2 separate regions of the Canis lupus genome follow, and region 1 is linked to region 2. The links are chromatin contacts, called in public Hi-C maps. All regions are on one chromosome and are shown on one strand. The core of a region is the stretch at or near the end of the contact, and the rest is flanking DNA. Distances in the headings are between cores, read along the strand shown. Region 1 holds the start of TFG (protein TFG). Region 2 holds the start of NIT2 (omega-amidase NIT2).

Evidence for each region. Hi-C and Micro-C count contacts between places; a contact is called where the count stands out from the background.
Region 1: a contact with region 2 is called in a Hi-C map of blood, with 2.3 times the contacts expected there. The contact joins the promoter of TFG here to the promoter of NIT2 in region 2. A contact is called at or near these places in 2 of 9 Hi-C or Micro-C datasets (amygdala and blood).

The regions. Positions count from the first base shown.
Region 1 is chr33:7,640,574-7,645,064 of UU_Cfam_GSD_1.0, forward strand. TFG (protein TFG) reads left to right here and starts at 1,747. Exons shown (of 8, transcript XM_038582669.1): 1 at 1,747-1,844. It overlaps LOC119867315 (a long non-coding RNA gene), which reads right to left and starts at 2,902. Exons shown (of 4, transcript XR_005383210.1): 1 at 2,439-2,902.
Region 2 is chr33:7,346,795-7,351,035 of UU_Cfam_GSD_1.0, forward strand. NIT2 (omega-amidase NIT2) reads left to right here and starts at 2,149. Exons shown (of 10, transcript XM_038582601.1): 1 at 2,149-2,238; 2 at 3,869-3,987. The coding sequence starts at 2,211.

The sequences.
Region 1 (4,491 bases), core at 497-2,996, 290 kb after region 2:
CGCTTTAGGGGGTCTCCGGGTGGCGCCGCCTTCGGCCCAGGGCGTGATCCCGGAGACCCGGGATCGAGTCCCGCGTCGGGCTCCCTGCATGGAGCCTGCTTCTCCCTCTGCCTCTCTCTCGCTGTCTCTCATGAATAAATAATTAAAAAAAATAAAATTAAAAAAAAAGATAAATAAAACGAACGCCTTAGATAAGAAGAGAGGAGAGCCCATTGGGCAACGCTGCCTTATTCTCCAAAAAGGCCTCCGCAATTCTTAGCGGCCTTAGTTTTGCACTTTCCCTTTCGCACACGCCCAGGTCCGCCCGGCCCCGCCAACGCTCCAGGAAACTCCTTGCTCTCAAACCCATCATCCCCATCCCCATCATCTTCCCCATCATCCCCATTCCCTTCCCCATCATCATCTCCATCATCCCCATCCCCATCATCCCCGTCCCCTTCCCCATCATCCCCATCATCCCCATCATCTTCCCCATCATCCCCGTCCCCTTCCCCATCATCCCCATTCCCTTCCCCATCCCCATCATCATCTCCATCATCCCCATTCCCATCATCCCCATCCTCCTCATCCCCGTCCCCTTCCCCATCATCCCCATTCCCTTCCCCATCATCATCTCCATCCCCTTCCTCATCATCCCCATCCCCTTCCCCATCATCCCCATTCCCTTCCCCATCCCCATCATCATCTCCATCATCCCCATTCCCATCATCCCCGTCCCCTTCCCCATCATCCCCATCCCCTTCCCCATCATCTTCCCCATCATCCCCGTCCCCTTCCCCATCATCCCCATTCCCTTCCCCATCCCCATCATCATCTCCATCATCCCCATTCCCATCATCCCCGTCCCCTTCCCCATCATCCCCATCCCCTTCCCCATCATCTTCCCCATCATCCCCGTCCCCTTCCCCATCATCCCCATTCCCTTCCCCATCCCCATCATCATCTCCATCATCCCCATTCCCATCATCCCCGTCCCCTTCCCCATCATCCCCATCCCCTTCCCCATCATCTTCCCATCATCCCCGTCCCCATCCCCATCATCCCCATCCCCATCATCTTCCCCATCATCCCCGTCCCCTTCCCCATCATCCCCATTCCCTTCCCCATCCCCATCATCATCTCCATCATCCCCATTCCCATCATCCCCATCCTCATCCCCGTCCCCTTCCCCATCATCCCCATTCCCTTCCCCATCATCATCTCCATCCCCTTCTTCATCATCCCCATTCCCATCATCCCCATCCTCATCATCCCCGTCCCCTTCCCCATCATCCCCATTCCCTTCCCCATCATCATCTCCATCCCCTTCCTCATCATCCCCATCCCCTTCCCCATCATCCCCATCCCCATCCCGGTGCTCGAAGCAGCGTCGCGGTGCCCAGCAAGGAAGGAAGGACGGAGAAACGCATTCGTTTTTTTCAGGACACGACTAAGAGAATGACAATGATCACAAAACCCCCCCAAAACAAAAAAAACCCCACCCCACCCAAATCTGGACAAACGCCCCACTTTGACCCGGGTCCGCGCCCACAAGCGCAACGCACGCCCCACCCACGGGCGAGAGACACGAAAGCCGAGCTTTCAGGAACACCGGAAGTGCCTGGTCACGCCTTGCGCATGCGCGCCCCCGGCCGGCTCCGCCGTCCAGTGAGAAGGCGGAGACTCCGGCCGACGCATGCGCGAGCGCCGTCAGCGCCGCGCCACCGCCGCTGCGCATGCGTGCTGGGTTGGCCGTCGGCCGGGAGGCGGAGCGAAAGGGCAGTTCCCCCCCCTCCGCTCTTGTAGCGCCCGCCCCTCTTCTTCCCCCACCTGCCACGTACTGGGCCGACATCGCGCTAGGCTCGGTGGGTCGGTGCGATTGGCCGGGGCCCGCGCGAGCCGGCTGGTGGGGTGCGGCGGCGCGAGCGGAGGGCAGCCGAGTGGGCCGCGACCGCAGCCTCCGCGCGACGGCCCAGCGCCCCGGCCCGGCCGGCGGACACCCGCGGACAGGCGGCCGCAGCGGCCTCGGCAACCGGTATGGCCGCCGGGGGGGGCCGGGGACGGGGCCGGGGCCGGGGGCGCGGCCGCTCTGGGCGAGGCGGGCGGGAGACGGCGCAGCGCCGGGAGGGCCTCGCTGGAGCCGGCGGCGGCCCGGGGCGGGGGTTCGGGGCGGGGCGGCGGGTGCTGCGCTCCGCGGGGTCGCGGGGTCGCGGTCGCGGTCGGGGTCGCCGTCGGGGTCGGGGTCCGGCAGCCCGTGGACCCCGGAGCGGCCCGGGCGGCCGGCGGCGAGCGCCTCCCCCGCGGGGCCCTGGCGGGGGGCGCCCGGGGGTCACCCGGGGGTCACCCGGGAGGACCTGGCCCCTCAGCCGGGTCGCGGCTTAGCCAGCGCCGTCCGGAGGCCCAGCCCAGTTTTGCAGCGATGCTGCTGCTCTGATAGCGAACTTGTAAGTTTACTTTACCGTGAGCCGCGCCGAGTTATTGTAGATGCACGGTACCGTGTCATCATCACGAAGATCCTTTAAATTAGACGTTCTCATTTTGCACACGATGAAAGTGAGGCTTGGGGAGGTACCTGCCTAAGGTCACGGGTGGGAGTTTTTACCATCTTCCTGGTCCGGCAGGGTTTGTGGCTCCTTGGATTCCTCGGACTCCTCAACGATTGGTTTTGCTTAGAATTTCTTGAAACGGCTCCGCGTGGAGGTGCCCAAGCAGGCCCCTCCGAATTCGAGCGGGCTCTGCCCCCGGGGAGAGGGGAGCTGAGCCTAGACGCGGGTTCAGGGCGCGGGCCTCGTGCGCCTCTGGGCAGGTCGCTTTATTCTTCAGGGCTTAGAAGCGCTGATGCCGTTGGAGGGCCTCGTGGGTCGGTGGCTGTGTCGTTGGTGCACCTCGGAGTGGGGTCCGGACCGGATGGGAGAAGACCGTGCTGTCAGGACCTCACCTGGCAGCTGGGAGTTCATACCTGTTTCTACCTGGCGAGCTGGAGTTTGAGAAAAAACAGACTTGAAGACTGTTCCACAAGGAAATGTGGGAATGGGATTTCCCCAGAAAGGGAAAATTTTGTGGCGTCCTTAGCTTTGTGATGATTGTGTGCGTGTCTTGAGATGGCTGCACAGACTGGGGACAGCTTTATGAAAGAAGCCCTGGTTCCTGGACGCAGGGAGTTTACAGCGCATGGGAAACACCCAGGAGTAAGGGAATTTGCAGGCAAACATGGTGGAAACAAAGTAAAATAGAATAATATTTTCGGATCCATTGGAAATGTACCTTGAACAGTCCCCCTGAAATTAAAAAGACGTACTGTTCATTACATTCAGTATTGGAAATTTTTTTTTTTTAAGATTTTATTTATTTATTCAGAGAGAGAGAGAGGCAGACACACAGGCAGAGGGAGAAGCAGGCTCCATTCAGGGAGCCCGGCGTGGGACTCAATCCCGGGACCCCAGGATCATGCCCTGGGCTGAAGGCAGGTGCTAAACTGCTGAGCCCCTGGGGCTGCCCAGTATTGGAAATTTACTTAGGACTTGGGGGGAATCACTTCCGGCTTCATAAAGAAGGTAGAGTGTGAAGGTCCGTCTTAGGGGCTGACCCTAAACAGTACAGCTTCTCCCAGTCCCCCTTATCAGAACTTTATTATTTCCCATTCATCTTTTGCTGAGGGAACAGGACAAGTCTTTACATACCTGTTATATGTCAGGCACTCCTAAGAGGTGCTGCTCAGAGTAGGTAGTAACATCTCGCTGAAGCTAAGCCCTGACCCTTAATTGTTTATTGCTGGTTTACGCCACAGGCGGAAGTAACATACATTGACTTTACTGAAGTTCTTTGTTTCTTTCAGACTGTAAGGTCAACAAGGTGGAGTCTTTACCATTTTGTTGAAGTAGTTACACTTCAGAGCTTGGCACATAGTAGGTATTAAGTAGATGTTTCCTGAATGAAGATGGCAGTTTGGCTAACAGGTGGAAGAGGTTATATGGAGGTTTCCGTTAATCACAGTGTTGGTGAGAAGCCCATTGTGAGAACTGGCAGATAAAAAACTATTCTGTTTTACATTAAGACCAGCTAAGCATCCAGATCTAGAAACAATCCGCTCTGTTCTGAACTGACTTTAGAATGTTAGATTCAGTATCTAATGCCTCATCTTGAAGTTATTAACACAAGCTCTAAAATACAGATAATACGAGTACAGAAATAAAAAGGGAGAAGGGTAGAAAGAATCAAGGGAAGGACAAATCATGGAGGGTATTTAATATTAGGCTAAAGGGAGCTTAAGTTTCATCCTGCTGATAAAGGGAAAAATCTAAGGATATAGGCCTTCAAGTCTGACGACTTTGAGTCCACACTAAATGGCAAAATTTTAAAGAATCTGTTATAATAACTGGGAAATTTATTTCCAAGCTATCACTATATGATTTGTTGGTCAGCGCATCATGGGAAAAAGTATTTCTAAGATTAAAAAGAAAGGATGTTATTAATAAATGTAATCTCTTCAGAATATGACAAGGAGGACTAGAG
Region 2 (4,241 bases), core at 899-3,398:
CCGGGACTCCAGGATCAGGCCGTGGGCCGAAGGCAGGCGCTCAACCCCTGAGCCACCCGGGGATCCCCTGCTGGTTGAATTTGAACCGATGTCTAGACACGGAAATAGGGATGACTTACCCACCGGAGTTGCTGGCAAAGTACCTCGAATAAAACTAGAACCTGACCAGTCCCCAGCCTAGGGGAGGTCACTCGGGCACCGGGCTTTGCCCCGGGCTTCGGGGGTCCATGTAGTGTGGTGGTTGTAGTCTCGTTCCTTGCCGAGGGTCGGGGGAAAGGGAATGCAGGAACCCGAGGCGCAGCTGCTGCGGTTGTAGGGTGGGGAGTGGGGCGACGGAGGACGGCCAGGGAGTCCTCCAGCCTGTCTCCACCTCTGAGTTCTTTTTGTGCTACAGGTTACGGAAGGTCCTGAGAAGGAAGTGATTTGCCTCCGCATTGATGGCATCGGTGGCGGAGCCAGAACTGGAACCCAGCGACTAGCTTTTCCATTATGCCCAGAAAGTTCTAAAGGAAAGCTCAAAACCAGTTTTCATATTTCTTACTGTTCCTTCTCTAAAAGCCGAGGCACTACCTTCCCTGCACATGATGTGGGGAGCGCAGCGCCCACAGACTCCTGGCCTTGTTTGTCACTCCTGGTTCTCCCACCCCTCGGGTGGCTCGCTCCCCGGTTTCCCAGGCCCTTCTTGGGCTGGGCCTTTCACCGACCCCTCGCAAGGTGTCCTCCATGCTCAGAGCTGTGTCTTAGTTTAAATTGCTGATGACTCAGCCTCCAGCCTGATGTATGAGTTACTGGGCAGCTCCCCCAGGGTGTTCTACTAGCAGGTCCAGCGATGTTTGGTACCCCTGTCAGATACAACTTCGTGCCGGTGACCTTGCAAATCTAAAGGAAATGGGTGACTTTGCAGATTGTAAGTGGCCAATATTGACTCAAGACTTAATAAGCTAATAAGCAGAGTAGAAATTAAAAGGTTAGTATCTTCCTGCTACAAAGCCAGGTCCAGCTAATCTGCTAAACCTTCAAAAAAAATCCATAATTGCTAGGTATTTCCCCCCAGCTTTTTATTATGAAAATTTTATCATTTGAAGCTTTAGAGTTTAAAACTTTTATAAAGTATTAAAACATAAAAATAAATAAAAAGTATTAAAACAGTACTATGAATAGCTATATATTCTCTTAGACATAATAAATCTGCCACATTTGCTCTATATTCACATATTTTCCTTTTATCTACATTTTTAAGCCAGACATTCTGACCTTCACCCCTAAATGCTTCAGCATGCTTCTTCTCAGAGTAAAGACATTGGCATAATCACAAATTCATTAAAGCATCAAATATCTGGTTCATACTTAAATGTCTTTATTCCAAAAATGTCTTTAGGGTATCCTTTTAAAAACTAGATCCACTTTGATAAACTATTCCAGAGCATTAAAAAAAAAAAAAATGGCAAGGAAGAAAAAAAAAGGATAGCAAGCTTTTATCCGTTTTATGATTTTTGATCCCCAAACCTGACAAAAAGGCACAAATACACGAAACACAAAAATCCAAAAGCAATACTGGGCGCCTGGGTGGCTCGATCCGTTAAGCCTCTGCCTCTGGCTCAGGTCAGGATCTCAGGGCCTGGAATCCTGCTCAGGGGGAGCCGGCTTCTCCTGCCTCTGCCCGCCCCTCCACCTGGCCCCACGCGCTCGCTCTCAAATCAAATCTATCTTTAAAAAACCCAAAAAGACACCCTAATAAACGTAAATGCAAAAGTCCTAACAGTATTAGCGTATTTCCGTTAAGAGCACAAGAGCATGAAGTGCCCGCCTTCCCCTCCGCGTGACGCCGCGGCCGGAGCCCCTAACGCTCACCCTCGGGAGCGGGGCCGCCGCGCAGCCCTGGGCGCACGGAGCCCGAGCCCCCGCCCGCAGCCGGTCCCCGCGCAGGCCGCGCTCCACGGGCGGGCGGGGCCAGGGACAGTGGGGTGGGCGGGGCCAGGGGCAGAGGGGGCGGGGCCAGGCGGGGGCGGGGCCAGCGGGGCGGGGCGGGATCAATGGGTCGGGGCCAGCGGCCGGGGCGCGGCGTGCGCGGAAGTGCGGCCCCGCCCCCTCCTGCGCGCGGCCCCGCCCCCTCCTGCGCGCGGCCCCGCCCCCCGTGCGCGGCCCCGCCCCGCGCCGTGCGCCGCGTCGGTCGGTGGGTCTGCGCCGGGCCGGGCCGCGCCGCGCCGCACATGCTGCCCCGCGGGAGAGCGATGGCCAGTGAGTAGCGCGGCCCCGGCCCAGCCGTCGCCTCCGCCGCGTGTCCCCGCCGTGCCGCGGGCCTTCCCGGGCCCCCCGGGGGTTCCGGGCCCCGGGCGGGCCGTCCGCTGCGGCCTCTCGGGGCGCCGGGCTGCAGGGGCGCGACGCCGCCAGTCCGTGGGGAAGCTCCTCGCCGGGGGGCGGCCCGAGCGTCCCGGAGGCCCCGGGCTCCGCGTTAGAAAGCGCGCCCGTGCGGGGCGGGGCGGGGCGGTCGCCGTCGCTCGCTTCACCTCAGGTTGATTTTTGAGCGTGGGTTTTGCAAAGGCATCGGCCGCAGGTATTTGCGGCTTGAACCCCGTCTCGGCGAGTGGAGCGTTTGTGTTCCCGGGTTTGGGTGCGCGTCGCACCCCTCACGCCCAGGGGAGAGCCCGCTCTTCCGAGCGAAAAACCGGGACAGACCGCCTGCCTCTGGCGTTGAGCTCTGAGGTTAGGTTTCGCGCCGCTCCCCGTCCCGCTCCTGGACCGGCCCCGGGGCACGTGCGAGCTCCGCTCGTCCCCAGGCCTTTGCCAGATTCTTCCACGGGAGGCCCCGGACGCCTAGTCTGGAGACCTGGGGCATCGGGGGCTTGCCCAGCGCATGTCAGCAGGTCATTGACTCCCTCGGAACCTCAGTTTCCCGGCCTGTAAAATGGGCCTAGAGGCGGTGGGCCCGGAACAGCCCCTGACGGCCCTGGCTGCCGACGGGCGGGGCGGGGCTGGCGAAGCCCTCGCACAGGCCAGGCCGCGGGAGAGTCGCTGCGCGCCCTTCCTTCCCCAGCCCGTCAGCCTCGCGGGTGGTTTGTTTTGTTTTCTTTTTGCTACTTACTGTCGTGCTCTTTGGGGCGCAGGAGTATTCGTGGGGTGAGAGCAAAACCTCCCGGGGGCCTAGGGGCCCTGCCGGTGACCCCGCACAGGTGCAGCTCGTGGCTGCCCCCCCAGGGGCCCTGCCCGTGACCCCGCACAGGTGACCCCGCACAGGTGCAGCTCGTGGCTGCCCCCCCCAGGGGCCCCGCCCGTGACCCCGCACAGGTGCAGCTCGTGGCTGCCCCCCCAGGGGCCCTGCCGGTGACCCCGCACAGGTGCAGCTCGTGGCTGCCCCCCCAGGGGCCCTGCCCGTGACCCCGCACAGGTGACCCTGCACAGGTGCAGCTCGTGGCTGCCCCCCCCCCAGGGGCCCTGCCGGTGACCCCGCACAGGTGCAGGCCGTGGCTGCCCCCCCCGCCCCCCGGGCCCCCAGCAGCCGGGCAGCACACCGAGTCCCATTCAGAATCGGAGCTTGAGCCCAGGAGCAAACAGTAAGTGCTAACGTCATGTTCAAACTCCGGCTTGTCCTTCGAGCTGCGGGAGAGGCGGGCCCTGCGCCCTCCGCGGAGGCGGGGCGGGGGGGGGGGGGGTGTCCCGGCCTCCGCAGCACTCACACCTGGTGCGGGATAATTGTTTGCGGTGAAGGGCTGCGCCGTGGGCTGCGGCTGGTTAGCGCCCCCGCCCCCGCGGATCCCAACGCCCGCGCGGACCCCATCGCCGCCGTCGGGGCCCGGACCTCCCCCCGGGCGAGGAGCCCCCGGACTCGGCGGCCGGGCCCCGGTAACCCCGGGTCTCTGTTCGCCCGCAGCTTTCCGCCTGGCCCTCATCCAGCTCCAGGTTTCTTCCATCAAATCGGAAAACCTCGCTCGCGCCTGTGGCCTCGTCCGGGAGGCGGCGAGACAAGGAGCCAAAGTAGTTTCCCTGCCGGTGAGTGTGGAGGCGGCGGCGGGCGGCCCGGGTCATCCCTTCTGGAAGGTGGTCTTGGTGATGGGACGCCCTGAGGTCATCGGCTGCTCAGGGTGCTGTGGGGGACACTCCTCCGAGGAAGAGAGCCCGTGCCTTGGACACTCCCCTCCTCGCCCGGCGTCACCAAGTCCGTGCAGGCCCGCGAGCCGTGACTGGCTCTAGGCCTCCAACATCTGCAGGAAGCCTGCGTGACCCGCGTCCTGAGCCGCTGGGCG